Linked DNA regions of Mus musculus: region 2 is linked to region 1. The links are chromatin contacts, called in public HiChIP or PLAC-seq maps. All regions are on one chromosome and are shown on one strand. The core of a region is the stretch at or near the end of the contact, and the rest is flanking DNA. Distances in the headings are between cores, read along the strand shown.

Region 1 (7,225 bases), core at 2,724-5,223:
AGGGACCCAGAAGGTCTGCGGCATTTTCTATCATTATTTATAAAAATATGTACTTATTTGTATGTGTATGAATGTTTTGCCTAGAGAACAGAAGAGAGCGCCGGATCCTGCAGAACTGGATTGATAGATAGCTGTAAACCATCATATGAGTGCTGGGAATTAAACCTGGGACTTCTGTAGGAGCAGTCAGTGCTCTTTTACACTGAGCCATCCTTCAAGCTCTTCCATCATTATCATACATATGATTATTTTAAGACATAAAATACTTAAAATTAAGAATATTTACTTTCTAATCATCTTTCTCTATATCCGAGTATTTTGATTAATAATTTTAGCTTTTAACTTTATTTCTGGTTGTTCTGTAGATCGCAACCATGGCCTTGCACACAAGCAATAACTTAATCACTTAACACATGTATTCTCTCCTACCTCCTTTCTTAGAGTAAGTTCTGGCTTCAGTGAGTCTTCCGTCAGAGAGACACACACTGCCACTCTCTGTGTCTGAGGCACATCTTAATCCTCAGTAGAACTGAGTAGCACAATACACGAAGAACTTCTCATTTACCACTAGATTAGGAGGAGTCTGTAAATCTTTAGTTCTATCTATAGGCACCACTGTTTTCCCCCAGTGAGAATTCTTTTTCTACCACAGTCCTCCAGTCTCAGTCTTCCGAGGGGCTGGAATCACAGGTGCATATGGCCACGCCTGTGTCAATCCCACTTTTATGGCTGAACACTTCCTTAAAGCAGTTCCTCGGTTCCAAATGGCTGATGACGGTGCCAGGACAGCACGTGCCTCATCTGCTGGCAGCTGTTCCACAAAAGATGCTAACTACAGAGACTAAGGAGCAAGAATATCTCCTGATCAACTAATACTGAGCTGTGTGAGACGAGACGTGAGGAAAACAAACAAGAGGGGTTGATGTTTTATTTTCCTGACCAAGAAAGGTCAGATACATTGGGGCGGAATGCTGCATCTTCAGAAAGTCATTGTCTTCAATGCTGAGATTCCACTGAATAGAAGAGTTTTCAAATATTAAAATCTCTGTGGTAGGCTCTGACCTCAGGATAACAAGAAAATGGCAGGTACTCATTTTTTTCACATCTAAAAATGACACTCACTATAACGCCATTATATAAAAGGCCTATTTCCCCTCAAAAAAATAAACAATTGTGTCAATGCTTCAGCATAACTGCCATATGTGTGTATGTGGTATGCATGGTTATTTCATGACTTAAATATAAAACAACGCTACTGCCCACAGTCTTAAAGCCCATAAAGCAGTGACTTCTAGCTCACTTACACTTTTCCCTCAACAAAGCAGATTTTCAGCTGTGGAGAGTCTTTTCTCATTGCATGTTTAGAGGACAAAGTGGTTTTACTTACACACACACACACACACACACACACACACACACACACACAACTTGCATGTATGTCTGTGCACTACATGGTGTGTAGGGCCCACGGAGGCCAGAACAGGGCTTCTGACTTCTTTGAAATAGTTATAGATGGATGTTTGCCACTATGTGGATACTAGAAATCGAACCTGGGTTGTCTAGAAGAGCAGCCTGTGCATACAGCAGTCAGCCCTAAGTTATCTCCCTAGCTTCTCCTGGTGTGGGTTAAGTGCTTATAAAAGGAAACTCATGCTTGCCTGGCATGGACAAGGCCCTGGTGTGATCTACAGCACAGCCCCAAATCAAATATATACGCACAGATGCAAGTGCATGTAAGCTAATCTTGAATTCCCAATGGCCCTGTCTTAGCGCTCAGGAGTAGTTGGGATTGTAGGGACCACTGTAACAGTCACTGTGAGTGAGTGTACACTGCAGAAAGGCTTGCTGGATATGGCTGTGGTAACCAGCCTGTGAGACAGTCTCAATGGACACCTATCTAGTAGCTATATTCACATTGATGTAGTTCCTTTCCATACTGAATAATGGTTGATCTAGCTAATAAAATAGGTGCTACAGAAAAAAAAAATATGTCTTAAAGTAACCTGGCATACGGGAATTTTCCCAAACACTGGGTAATATCTGAGTCGCCTGATCATCGCTCGCAGGCACATACATGGGATGTGGCGGGGACACATACACACACTGGGCAATGTATTGATTTCAGATGCTGGGCTGGGGAGAGAATTCATTCAGTTAACTACTCCGTGCCTGTAGAAGACCGGACCAGGCATCCCCAGGAGCCAGGCTAGGAGGCGCCTCTGTAACATCAAACCTGGAGGCAGAGGCAGGCGGATCCTGGGGCACTCTGGTCAGCCAGTCTAGCCACCAGTGGGCCTAGCCAGGCAGTCTACCCAGCCAGTGAGCCTGGTTCAGGGACGAAAAATTCCATAATGAGAAAAGTCCTTATTTAAAAAAAAAAAAAAAAGTACTCTGAGTCATGAAATAATGAGAAAACCCATAAAACAGTAAAATTGAATAAGTTTTTTACAATGAGAAAAAAAAATTAGGCAACAGCTTCTGTTGGAAAGTCAAACAAAACTATCCAGAACTCTGTTACTCGATGACCAAGAGCAGCTCCACACTGTCAGGACCAAAGGACCTTTGTAAAACAATTATTCCCCAGAGCTTCACTGTTAGGGAGAGCAGGGCTGGGAATACTGGTGCACCACTCTTAAGTTCCTGTTTAGCCAGTGTCCAAATTCATTTGAGTCAAGCCTGATTGGCTTCCAATTCAATACCTCAAGGTGCAAATCACTAGAGTGAGTCTTTGCCCTGAGTTACACAGCCAGCATGACAATAGAACTTGAGCAAAATAAGCCATAATTAATTAGCAGAAGCCTGAAGAGAATGTAGCCAGTGGACCTTCACATTTATTGACTGGATTAAAAACCGTTTAAATCTATTAACCAAGAAGACTTTGGACCTCAGATAATGATGTACTGTTTTAATCATAAGGTACATTTATAGGGTAAGCAGCTTTCCTTAGCAGGCTATTTGGATAATACTGTCAGGTAGTTCTATGTGACCAAACGATTTTTAAAATATTGATCCTCAATAAGTTTCCATGAAGGTTTTTCTCTAACGTGGAGGCTATCATGAAAATCATCCAAATAAGTTTTTACAAAATTAACATAAATATTGAAGTGAACTAGCCTGAACTCTGATGTTTACTGTTTGACATTTTGACCACAATTTCCCAGTGTATGCATCCCTTATGAACACATGTGAGTTCCAGCTTCATAAAGGCTAACACTGAAAACACTAACCATAAGTCTACAGAGATGTCTTAGAAACCCATTAGTGCTAATATTTCTATATTAAAACAACTGGAGTTCCACATTTACTTGAGGCATTTTAGATTTATTAACATTATTTTAAGGTTTATATGTTTAGGAAAACATTTCAGGTTGTAGGATCGACCTGGAGGAGATTTAGTCTCTGTCTGCCTTAATATTTTTAAGCTCTTACCATTTAAGCCTTCAGTGACCTTAGCTCAAGTTTGTCAAACTTTTGCATATCAGTTGTTCATTTTTTAAAGCAATAGCCAAGGTGTGAACTCTGCCACTGTGGACCTGCCTAAGTAAAAGATTTGAAAAAATAGAATTCATTTCTGAAATGAATAGCAGGTACTGGGCAGGCTGAAGTCAGAGGACAGCTAAGCTCAGCTCTGCTCTTAAGAAGGAGGAAGTGTGCTGGAGTTAATGACTTGATACTCAACTGCGCGTGCCGACTAAAATGCTCACATTTAAGTGTTCTTTGGGGAAGGCTTTGGTTGGTGTGACTGTGGTTCGAGGAGCCGACACCCACACTTTCCTGCTCTTCCCACTCTGTTTTATAAACAGGTTTAATTTTAATGTGTTTGTGTGCACATGAAGATGTATAAAGTGTGTGCAAAGGCCAAAACGGTCATCAGATGCCCTTTGGCCATCAGATGGACCTGGAGTTACAGGTGACTCTGAGCTTCCTGCCATGAGTAATAGGCATGGGATTCAGTTATTTGTTGTTTTAAAGGTAGCAAGCATCCTTCACGACTGAGTCATCTCTCCAGCCCCGGTTCTTCACATTCTCAATAGTTTCTCATCCAGGCATTCCCATGGATATGGCCCAGATCCCACAAATGGGGCTTTGTACTTTTATGTTTTGTTTTGTTTGTAATGTTATAAAAAGGCAACTCTTTTAACAGTATTTGAACAGTACTAGGCCACTGAGTGATATGAGTTGTGATCATTTGTGCTCTCTCAAAATTGAAACCCAATTTCAGATGTGTCCATTCAGTTTTCCAAAGTCCTTCACAAAGTCACTGCTAAGAGAGAAAAAGGCACCATTTTTATTGACTAAGTGACAGCCAATGGCACACCCCATGCTTTTACTTAAAACACTTGACACACCATATCCTTGTTTTGTGATAGAAGAAGAGGTGAATTCTTTAAGACCTAATTTCTTGGCTAAAGAATGGAGTAATTAATGATTGCATTTAAGAGAACTGCCTGATAACTATAAAATTCCCACATACAAATTAATGCTTACATTAAAAACAGAGTAAATGAATGCCAGGTCAGGATGTTAGCCTAGACCTTCTGAATATTATCTCAATGGCTTAGGCAGAGCAGACTCGCTGACTAGTCTTTACTAACATTCAATATTTACTGTCATCAGGCATTGTTGACTCTGGCTACTCTTTGGTTAGTATTTTCCTTTTTAAAGCATCCTGGGCTATTCTATCTCTGTACCTTTGTTTAAGTGGTTTCTCTCCACCTTGTCCTTGAGTTCATAAATCTAAATATTACTTAGTGTCCCAAACCTAGGCTCACCTTCATGCTGTCTCTTTCTCCACTGAAGGTTTTCCAAACCTTGACCCTGGAGATGAGTGGTTCCCTTCAATCTCATTCTCCCAAAATGGCTACACCAGTCAGGGTCTGCTAAGTACTACACATACCAGCCTGGTGTATACTGAGTTTCACCCACTTTATTAGATCATATATATGGAACATTTCCCTTCTGTACAGCATAAGTTTAGAAGCTGGAGATATAAGAGAGAACAAAACAGATCTGTTCTCATGGACATTATTTTCTTTTTGTTTTATTAGATATTTTCTTTATTTCCATTTCAAATATTATCCCCTTTCCTGGTTTCCCCTTTGAAAACCCCTATCCCTTCTCCCCAACCCTGCTCACCAACCCACCCACTCCCGCTTCCTGGCCCTGGAATTCCTCTACACTAGCGCATAGAGGCTTCACAGGACCAAGGACCTCTCCTCCCATTGATGCCTGACAAGGCTATCCTCTGCTACATATGCAGCTGGAGCCATGAGCCCCACCATCTGTACTCTTTGGTTGGTGGTTTAGTCCCTGGGAGCTCTGGGGGGTAGTGGGTGGTTCACATTGTTGTTCCTCCTATGGGGCTGCAAACCACTTGAGTTCCTTGGGTCCTTTCTCTAGTTCTGCCAATGGGGACCCTATGCTCAGTCCAATGGGTGGCTGAGAGCATTCACCTCTGTATTTGTCAGGCACTGGTAGAGCCCCTCAGGAGATAGGTCTATCAGGCTTCTGTCAGCGAGCACTTGTTGGCATCCATAATAGTGTCTGGGTTCAGTGACTATATATAGGATGGATCCCCAGGTGGGGCAGTCACTGGATGGTCATTCCTTCAGTCTCTGCTCCACACTTTGTCTCTGTAACTCCTCCCATGGGTATTTTGTTCCCACTTCTTTGGTCTTCCTTATTCCTGAGCTTCATGTGGTCTGTGCATTGTATCTTGGGTATTCTGAGCTTCTGGGCTAATATCTACTTACCAGTGAGTGAATACCATGTGTGTTCTTTTGTGATTGGGTTACCTCAGTCAGGATGATATTTTCTAATTCCAAACATTTGCATAAGAATTTCAAAAATTCATTGTTTTTAATTGCTGAGTAGTACTCCATTGTGTAAATATACCACATTTTCTGTATCTAGTCCTCTGATGAGGGACATCTGGGTTCTTTCTAGCTTCTGGCTATTATAAAAAATGATGCTATAAACATAGTAGAGCATGTGTCCTTATGAAATGTTGGAGCAACTTCTGGGTATATGCCCAGGAGTGGTATAGCTGGGTCCTCAGGTAGTTACTATGTCCAATTTTCTGAGGAACCGCCAAACTGATTTCCAGAGTTATTGTATCAGCTTGCAATCCCACCAGCAATTGTGGAGTGCTCCTCTTTCTCCACATCCTCACCAGCATCTGCTGTCACCTGAGTTTTCTATCTTAGCCATTCTGACTGGTGTGAGGTGATTTGCATTTCCCTGATGACTAAGTGTGTTGAACATTTTTTTAGCTGCTTCTCAACCATTCGATATACCTCAGTTGGAAATTCTTTGTTTAGCTCTGTACCCCATATTTTTGTTTGGTTCTCTGGAGTCTAACTTCTTGAGTTCTTTGTATATATTGGATATTAACCCTCTATTCGATGTAGGGTTGGTAAAGATCTTTTCCCAGTCTGTTGGTTGTTGTTTTGTCCTATTGACAGTGTTCTTTGCCTTACAAAAGCTTTGCAATTTTATGAGGTCCTATTTGTCAATTCTTCATCTTAGAGCATATCTACTGGTGTTCTGTGCAGAAACTTTCCCCCTGTGCCCATGTCTTCAAGGCTCTTCCCCACTTTCTTTTCTATTAGTTTCAGTGTTTCTGGTTTTATGTGGAGGTCCTTGATCCACTTGGACTTGAGCTTTGTACAAGGAGGTAAAAATGGATCGATTTGTATTCTTCTACCTGCTGACAGCCAGTTGAACCAGCACCATTTGTTGAAAATGCAAGGTTTTAGCTCCTTTGTCAAAGATCAAGTGACCATCATTTCTCGGTCTTCAATTCTATTCCATTGATCTACCTGCCTGTCACTGAACCAATACCATGCAGTTTTTATCACAATTGCTCTGTAGTACAGCTTGAGGTCAGGGATGGTGATTCCACCAGAGGTTCTTTTATTGCTGAGAATAGTTTTTGCTATCCTAGGATTTTAGTTATTCTTGATGAATTTGCAAATTTCTCTAACTCTATGAAAAACTGAGTTGGAATTTTGATAGGCATTGCATTGAATCTGTAGATTGCCTTCTGCAAGATGGCCACTTTTACTATACTAATCCTGTCAATCCATGAGCATGGGAACTCTTTCCATCTTCTGAGGTGTTCTTTGATTTCTTTCTTCAGAGAATTGAAGTTCTTGTCATATAGATCTTTCACTTGCCTAGTTAGAGTCACACCAAGGTATGTTATATTATTTGTGACTATTGT
Region 2 (7,225 bases), core at 2,196-4,695, 410 kb before region 1:
GCCTCACCTCCTCAGACTGTGGGGTACCAGCAGACGGATGATCAAGTCAGCAAAGATTACCAGCAGAGAACACAGCCCACTGGAGACGGCTCTGCCAGGACCACACTCCAGCCTCTGGAGATAATGTCTTAATCCTCTGGTGACCCACAGAAAGACTAACCAAAAGCAGTTACTGTTTCACTGACTGTAAGCCTTGATTCTTCAAGACTCCTGGCTCCGACCAGCACTTGCCCCTAGATGTCTTTTGTCAAGATACGGGCTTATTGAAACACAGAGGAAGCTCACAAATTTGGAAATTTTTGCTCCCCAATATCCATTAACTTAAAAAGAGAGAGAGAGAGAGAGAAAAGAAGCTTTGGAAACTTAAACAAATACGAGCGTAGGTGAAAGTGTTTTAATTTTGAAATTTACCATAAGTAAAGCATGATCTATCTATCTATGCAATGGAATAGTACTCAGTCGCTAAAGGAAGCAGTATTGGTGTAGCGGACAGTACACAGATGTTTAGGGCATCAGGGCAAGTGAAAGAAGCCACACATAAGGGACCACACACTGACTTCCATGGGTAAGGGAAGACTTAAAACAAGAAGACTCATAGAAACAGAGAGTGATGGCTGTCCTGAGACTGAAGAACAGAAGAAGAAAAGAATGAAGCCGCGGTTGACCAATAGCCGTTTACGTGAAGTGTTTCGGTTAAGAGGGGGCATAAAAAGTCTAATGTGGTGGTGACAGCTAAACGGCCCTATAAATACACTAGAATGAAAGAGTGCTCTGTATCACGTAGGTGAAACTCGTGGTATATGAATTAACTGATCATTGTTAACTCTGGGGTTTAAATTAACTTAATTGCCCATTATCTTATCTCTATGTGAGAGCTTTCTATTTCGCTCTGAGAACATTTTACTGGAAATGAGTGCACATCTCTGAGAATCCAGCAAGACAAAAATGATTCTTCCCCATTTTACAGGGAGCACGCACGCGCGCGCGCACACACACACACACACACACACACAAAGAAGGGGGGGGATGTTTGTTTCTTCCCTGCAGGCTGGGCTCTGAGGACACTGGGAAGACTAAATTATGGAACATGAGTAGAAGGCTATAGTTGTCACAATCCTCCACATCAGGGAGAGATAAGTCGCTAACTCTTCCAGGGTGTCTAGGGGTGTGTATGGTTGGCTCATATAGTCAGTGGCTAAACAAAAGACATTGAAAAGTGGCAGCTGATTCATTGAATGCTTCTGAGGAGTATGCAATTCAGATTAAACAATTTAGCTTAAAAACAAGGGAAGGGGGAGTCACCCTTGCAGTAGATATCTCGTGGGGTGAAATTGCACCCAATTAGATGTGCCCATATAATTTTCACATCAAACATCCTGGGCTCCCAAAGGTGACTCATGTCACAGCCTGCTTGGATTTTCCCAAGTTTTCAAGAGCTGTGACAGCCCTCTTCAACAGAGCCATTTAACGTAGCAGAAGGTTAAGGTGGAAGCCACAAACACTTGCTTTTCTTAATTTACACCTTTCATCCACTTCCCCCAGAAGTGTCTTGGAAGGGCCGGGAAATTGATGATGTGCCTGCCGGTATGCATCCTTTTAAGAATGGATTTACAAAGCAAAATGCGAATCCCAGAAGACAGTATAAAAGTATTCTTCAGTTTTGACTCGGTGTTGTTATGCTGTTTGTTTGTATGTTTGTTTGTTTGTTTTTTCATTTGTGTGGATGAGTGTATCCATGCATGTGTCTGCACAGGGGTGTGGAACCAATGGGTCGGCCTTGGGTGTCTTTGCTAAGGAGCTATCCACCTCATTTTTTTTTTTTTTTTTTTTTTTTTTTGAGACAGAATCTCTCACTGGGACCAGGACTCACATTTAGGCTAGGCTGGCTGGTCAGCAAGTCTAGCACCTCGTCTCCATCTCCCAAACCCTGGGGTTGTACAAGCACACGCTATCATGCCCAGCTTCTTACTTGGGACCAAACTCAGGTCCTGATGCCTGTGCAGCATGCACTGTAGCCACACATTCGTCTCCCAGACCCTGATACCATACCTCGTGGGTAGGGTGAGCTTTAGTAATCTGGAAGTGGCAAGATAACTTGGGTTTGGGTCCTTCTTTTTCTTTCTTTCTTTCTTTCTTTCTTTCTTTCTTTCTTTCTTTCTCTCTCTCTCTCTCTCTCTCTCTCTCTCTCTCTCTCTCTCTCTCTCTCTCTCTTCCTTCCTTCCTTCCTTCTTTCCTTCCTTTCTTTTTTTAAAGAAGAATGTTAGGTAAGGAGGAAGCTAATTTGTCAGGAATAAAAATAGACTTCTTTGCTGTCCCTCTCCACATACACACCCACACACTCACTCTTTATATTCTTGCTCATGCTAAAACAAAACACAGCTCAGAAGGAACAGAGCTGTGCACTCAGTAAGACAACTGGGCATGGTGGTGCACACCTGGAATCCCAGCACCCAGGAGCAAGATTGGGAGTTCAAGGCCATCCTCGGGTAAATACCAACTCCGAGTCAAGCCTGGGTTGTGGGACCCTGTCTTAAAAATAAAACAAGCGAGCAATCAAACAAAACAAGGTAATAAGACTACTCAGTCAACCATGTAGCTGCCCAATAAACCCTTATATTAAGGTGGGGCTTTTCTGCTGCCCTGCTTCTGCCCTGAGGATACTTCTTTGTGTTTCTGGCCCAGGGGTAAGGGCACAGAACTGCCTAAGGAGCAACATAGCAACTCCTGCCCAGCCAGGACAACCCAGACTACATCCAGGTGCCTTCTGTTGAACACAACCCCCGACCCCACTGGAAAACCACTGAGTACCAGTCTGAGAGTTTTCGCATGCCCAGGGCTGATGCACACCCTGGCTAGCAAAGACTTGGGTCTTGGGTCACTGCAGCAGTCGGCAGCAAGCCTCCAACCTTCAAGCTCATATCCAAACTGCCAATGGAAATCAGGAAACCCAAACACTAGGGCGATGGAGTAAACAGGCCAGGGCCCACCCACCTCTCAAGTCACACAACTCCAAGTGTCCTTAATGATGGGAATTACAAGGTCTGTAGCCACAGGATTAGCAATAACAGGGACATCAGGCCTAGAGAAGGAACCAGGGGAGACTCCAGGTATGCCCTGGCCTCTTTGAAACCCACAGCTTTCCAAGTCTGCCCATCTGTAACAACAATGAACAAAACCTCCAACACTCTCCTTTCTAGAGGGAAGTGAGGTGAGGCTGAGGGGAGCAACGTTGGCAAAGGGCGGTATTTTTATCTCTGGTCTTTTTAAAGGAAGGATCCAAAGTACAAAATAATAAACCCAAGCCCAAGTCTAACTCATAAATCCAGACTGTTCTGCATAAAGTCAGTCCAAGTGTCTAAAAGGTCCAAGACGACGGCCATGCCCAGGGAAGAGAGGAGCTGGCACCGGCTACCATGCTGACCTTTGGCGCATGAGTCAGCTGCCGACCTCCCTCTCTCTGCCAAGGGTACACACGCCTCTGTAGAGCAGAAGGCCAGCCCAAAGAGGTAGATGTGAAGATGACGTGGATGTGGGATACACAGACCCTAGACTCAGGGCACAGCTCCAGAGCCTCCCTTCCAAAGAATAAACATCCCAGCACAGCAGCACCATTCCTGGGGTGGGGCTTGCCTTCTGGACACGGTGCCAGCCACTCACACCAGAAATGGCCTGGGCCACAGGAATGGCAGTGGACATCAGGGCTTGGCAGACTGGCAGGGTGTCTGTGTCTAGGCTAACAGGATGGGAGGTGAAGGCGAAGCCCGGGAGGAAGCAGTTGCAGCGTTGAGAGTCCGGAATGGCCTCTGCTTGCTCAAACGAGAACATCTGTGATCACCAGAACCCAGGCTTATGGGTTTGACGGGTTACCATGGTAACCCTTCTGTCAGGCACCCAGGAAGAAAGGAAGCCGAACTGTCCTTGTGGTCACAAGTGCAAACTGAAACGATGGCTTGCTTGAAAGCAGAGACACCCCTAGCCCCACCGGTCTGCTTCTCATGCCTGTGATTCCTCTGTCCAACAGTGTTCTAGTACAGGGTGGTTTCTCTAACCCAGGGGCCAGGTTCATCACTTGGCACTAACACCCAAATTTATTAAATTTCATATTTTTACCTAGACACTCAAAAAGCTATCGTACCCAATACCATAACCATTATGGTGTACGTAGGAAATCAAATTGCTTCTTCTTTTTTTCCCCTAGAAGTTGAGCATTCGTGCATGTATATATGCATGTTCTGATGTGCGTGGATGTACATGTGTGCACACAGAGGTGGAGTAGAGAAGTTGACGTCAGGTGTCTGTTCTGATCAATCGCTACCTCATACACCGAGGCAGGGTCTCTACTTTGAATCCAGAGCTTTCTAATTCATCTAGGACAGCTAGCCAGCTTGCTCTAGAGATCTTTTGCTTATGAGTCTCTCGCTGCCAGGGCTGCTGATGGGCCACCTGCATGCGTGCTGGGAACCTAAACTCTGGGACTCATGCTCGAAAGGCAAGCACTTTATCCCCTGAGCCATCTCCCCAGCCCTCACCCCCAATATCTCACACAAGTTTTCCAAATACGAGTGAGTGTGCTGGTTCCCTTTATATATGTAGTGTGAAAGCAATTACATAATTAAAAAAGCACTTCCTGGTATGTTCACAGCCAGTTATCAGAGTATGTGAATAGGCGTCTCCTTGGGGAACGGTGCTGTGGTATATAGGCATGATTTTCCTCTGGCATCCACAGCCATGCCAGCGCCTGACCTATAGGGACCCACTTTCCTTAGAGGGGCTCCCTAGATCCTGCCTGCAACACCTGCCTGATGGGGGATGGTGCCATGTCTACTATCAGGATTCCCAGCCTGCCAGGCTAACCAGGATGAATTTCCGCAGCACAGGCCCAAGGGCTTGGTGGCAGCTAGCTCATACCCACCCAAGCACCCAGCTGTCTCTAGCTCAGCTCAGTATCAGTTCAGGCACCAGCAGAATTTGGGCGGGTGCCCAGTTCCAACACGGATAACATTCCCTACTGCTAATGCTCAGAGAGGAAAGGTATGATTCCTCCCTCCAGAGTGTGAACTGCAAAAGGGAGTGGAGAGATAAAGGCTTGAACAGGGGAGAGTTCCTGCAAAGCCCCTGGGGTGGCTTCTGCATGGGAGAATCTGCACACTGCACAAGTACACTAACATGGGAGAAGGTGGGTATCATGCTTTCTGCCCCAGTGAAGCCCTGAGGCCAGAGCTCCCTGCGAGTGTGAGTGGCCACAGTGGACAGATGCGGTGGTGGAGGCATGTTCCGCCCCAGCAGAAGCTCTGACACTAATTCCCACTCATTCTAATACCTGCTGGGCCCACTTTCTGCCTTCTGCCATCAAGGAGAGGAAAGTAAAAGGACAGTGGCTTCCAGAAATCCAGGACTAGGAGGCCAGTTCAGACAGATGCCCATCAAACCCCCCACTTCGCTAAGTGGAAGGCACTGAAACATTGACTACCCCTGCTGCCTCCTACGAGTCACCTATGGCTGGGATTATTGTGCCAAATGGGGAGCGCACACTAAGGGGCGCTCGGGCTGATGGATAGGTTGAGTCAGTCGGTGTTCTAAAACTGAGTGTGCTCATGGCAAGTATCACTACTCCCAAGGAGACCCAGGCCACAACAGATCAGACACTTTACACTGGTAAACAGATGAGTAACATCTCAACAAAGCTTGCATGAACACATCTGTGTTTAGAAAGCTACCCCAGCTTTCACCTTCCCTTGCCCAAGTCACCTTCAGATATTATCACCTAGAGACACTGGCACTGGAGACTCAGGCGCCACACACAGTGATAGGAGTCATCTACTCTGAGATGTCACGCGCACAGAGTCTAGTATGGCACCTGGCATGCAACAGGCAATCCACAGATTGGTTCTGTTTCAAACCTTAGGTGTTTCCTATCGATATGTCAGATGGACCTTTAATACTGAGACTTTGATCAGCTTTTTATATGCCTCATTGTAGAATAAAAATGACTGACTTTCATGGACACCTGGTACAGCCTGTTGCAAGCACATATACTCCTTGATATTTGTCTTATACTAAATGTTTGTTTGCATCCTTGTTCCATGATGTTTCAACATTAACTTTGAATAAAATGTTAGTTACACACACACACACACACACACACACACACACACACACACACACACACACACACACACACAGAGAACACTGGAAAAGCTGTAATGACAAGCCTGCATGGCCCATCACATCAGCAACCTGTGTGGTTCGTAAACAGCAAAGAACTCAGGTAGCATCAGGACAGATCTGACAGAAAGGTGGTGATCCTAGCAATTCTTAGGTCACAGGACTAAGAGGGAAGGATTCAGGCACCAACATGCACAGATGCCAGACATGGGACTAAGAACTTCACGTCCCCAGTAAACGTAAAACAAACCAATTGTCAACCCAAGTAAACTAACTGGATTCCTGCTAACTCCACTGGTATGCTGATACCACCTGTCACGTGACCCAACTGAAGCCACATCTCCCATAACCTCCCCCATACGGCCTCAACCATTACTTTAGACAAATATGGCACCATGCTAAGCAAAGCCAAAGAGTATCCTACCCTGGAACTTCTGCTGAGGAAAGCTGGCTTCCACCAATGTCTGGCTGACAATGGAAGCAAATGGCCCTCTACCTGAAGTAGAAGAGAGAACATGCTCACTAGTCTCATGTCCCCTGGCAGGGACCGTGCTTCAGGTGTCCCCAAGGGTATGCCTACCTCCACCATTCTCAACAGCTGGTTATCAAAGTCAATGAACTCTTTGTTTTTTTTTTTTTTTTTTATGACAAAGCTTGCTTTGTAGCTCAGGTTGGCCTCTGAGACTTGTTATGTGCCCTAGGCTAGCTTCAAACTTATGATCATCCCACCTTAGCCTCTCCTTTCCACTTTCAGACCAGGTTTCTGACACCTGTCACCAGTGTTATTTCCTGAGTTTCTCGGGCTTTAAAGAAAGAAGATGTTGAACAATTTTTCTACTTCATACAGAAGATGTTAGTACAAGACTGGCCTCCTTCCTAGCCCCACAGGTTTGGCTGGTCTATGCTACTATCTAATACCAACCCAGCACTCCTACTAAACCTTCTACCCCACAACAGGACCCCAGGGCTCTCAGTAAGATCCTTAGCTGCTTCTAAGGTTCGACAGTCTCCTCAGGAGCCAACTGCAAACACAGAAAGCTCTCTGTCAAGGAAGCCCTTG

What was found. HiChIP or PLAC-seq counts read pairs in DNA pulled down with a chosen protein or histone mark.
Region 2: a contact with region 1 is called in an HNF4G HiChIP or PLAC-seq map of pancreatic cancer cells. The contact joins two enhancer-like sites. A contact is called at or near these places in 1 of 484 Hi-C or Micro-C datasets (bone marrow-derived macrophages) and 3 of 115 datasets of contacts at active chromatin or transcription factors (bone marrow-derived macrophages, embryonic basal ganglia and pancreatic cancer cells).

Annotation. Positions count from the first base shown.
Region 1 is chr19:55,437,324-55,444,548 of GRCm38.p6, reverse strand. All of the region lies in intron 5 of Vti1a (vesicle transport through interaction with t-SNAREs 1A), which reads right to left. Among named protein-coding and RNA genes, the nearest start is that of Vti1a, 120 kb to the right of the region's middle. Within about 2 kb of position 3,973, at least 31 of the 459 cell types and tissues checked have an H3K27ac peak or open chromatin away from gene starts, as enhancers often do. A contact at or near this core is called in pancreatic cancer cells, where this site is marked.
Region 2 is chr19:55,848,316-55,855,540 of GRCm38.p6, reverse strand. The region is part of intron 5 of Tcf7l2 (transcription factor 7 like 2, T cell specific, HMG box); the gene reads right to left. Among named protein-coding and RNA genes, the nearest start is that of Gm52391, 86 kb to the left of the region's middle. Within about 2 kb of position 3,445, at least 59 of the 459 cell types and tissues checked have an H3K27ac peak or open chromatin away from gene starts, as enhancers often do. A contact at or near this core is called in pancreatic cancer cells, where this site is marked.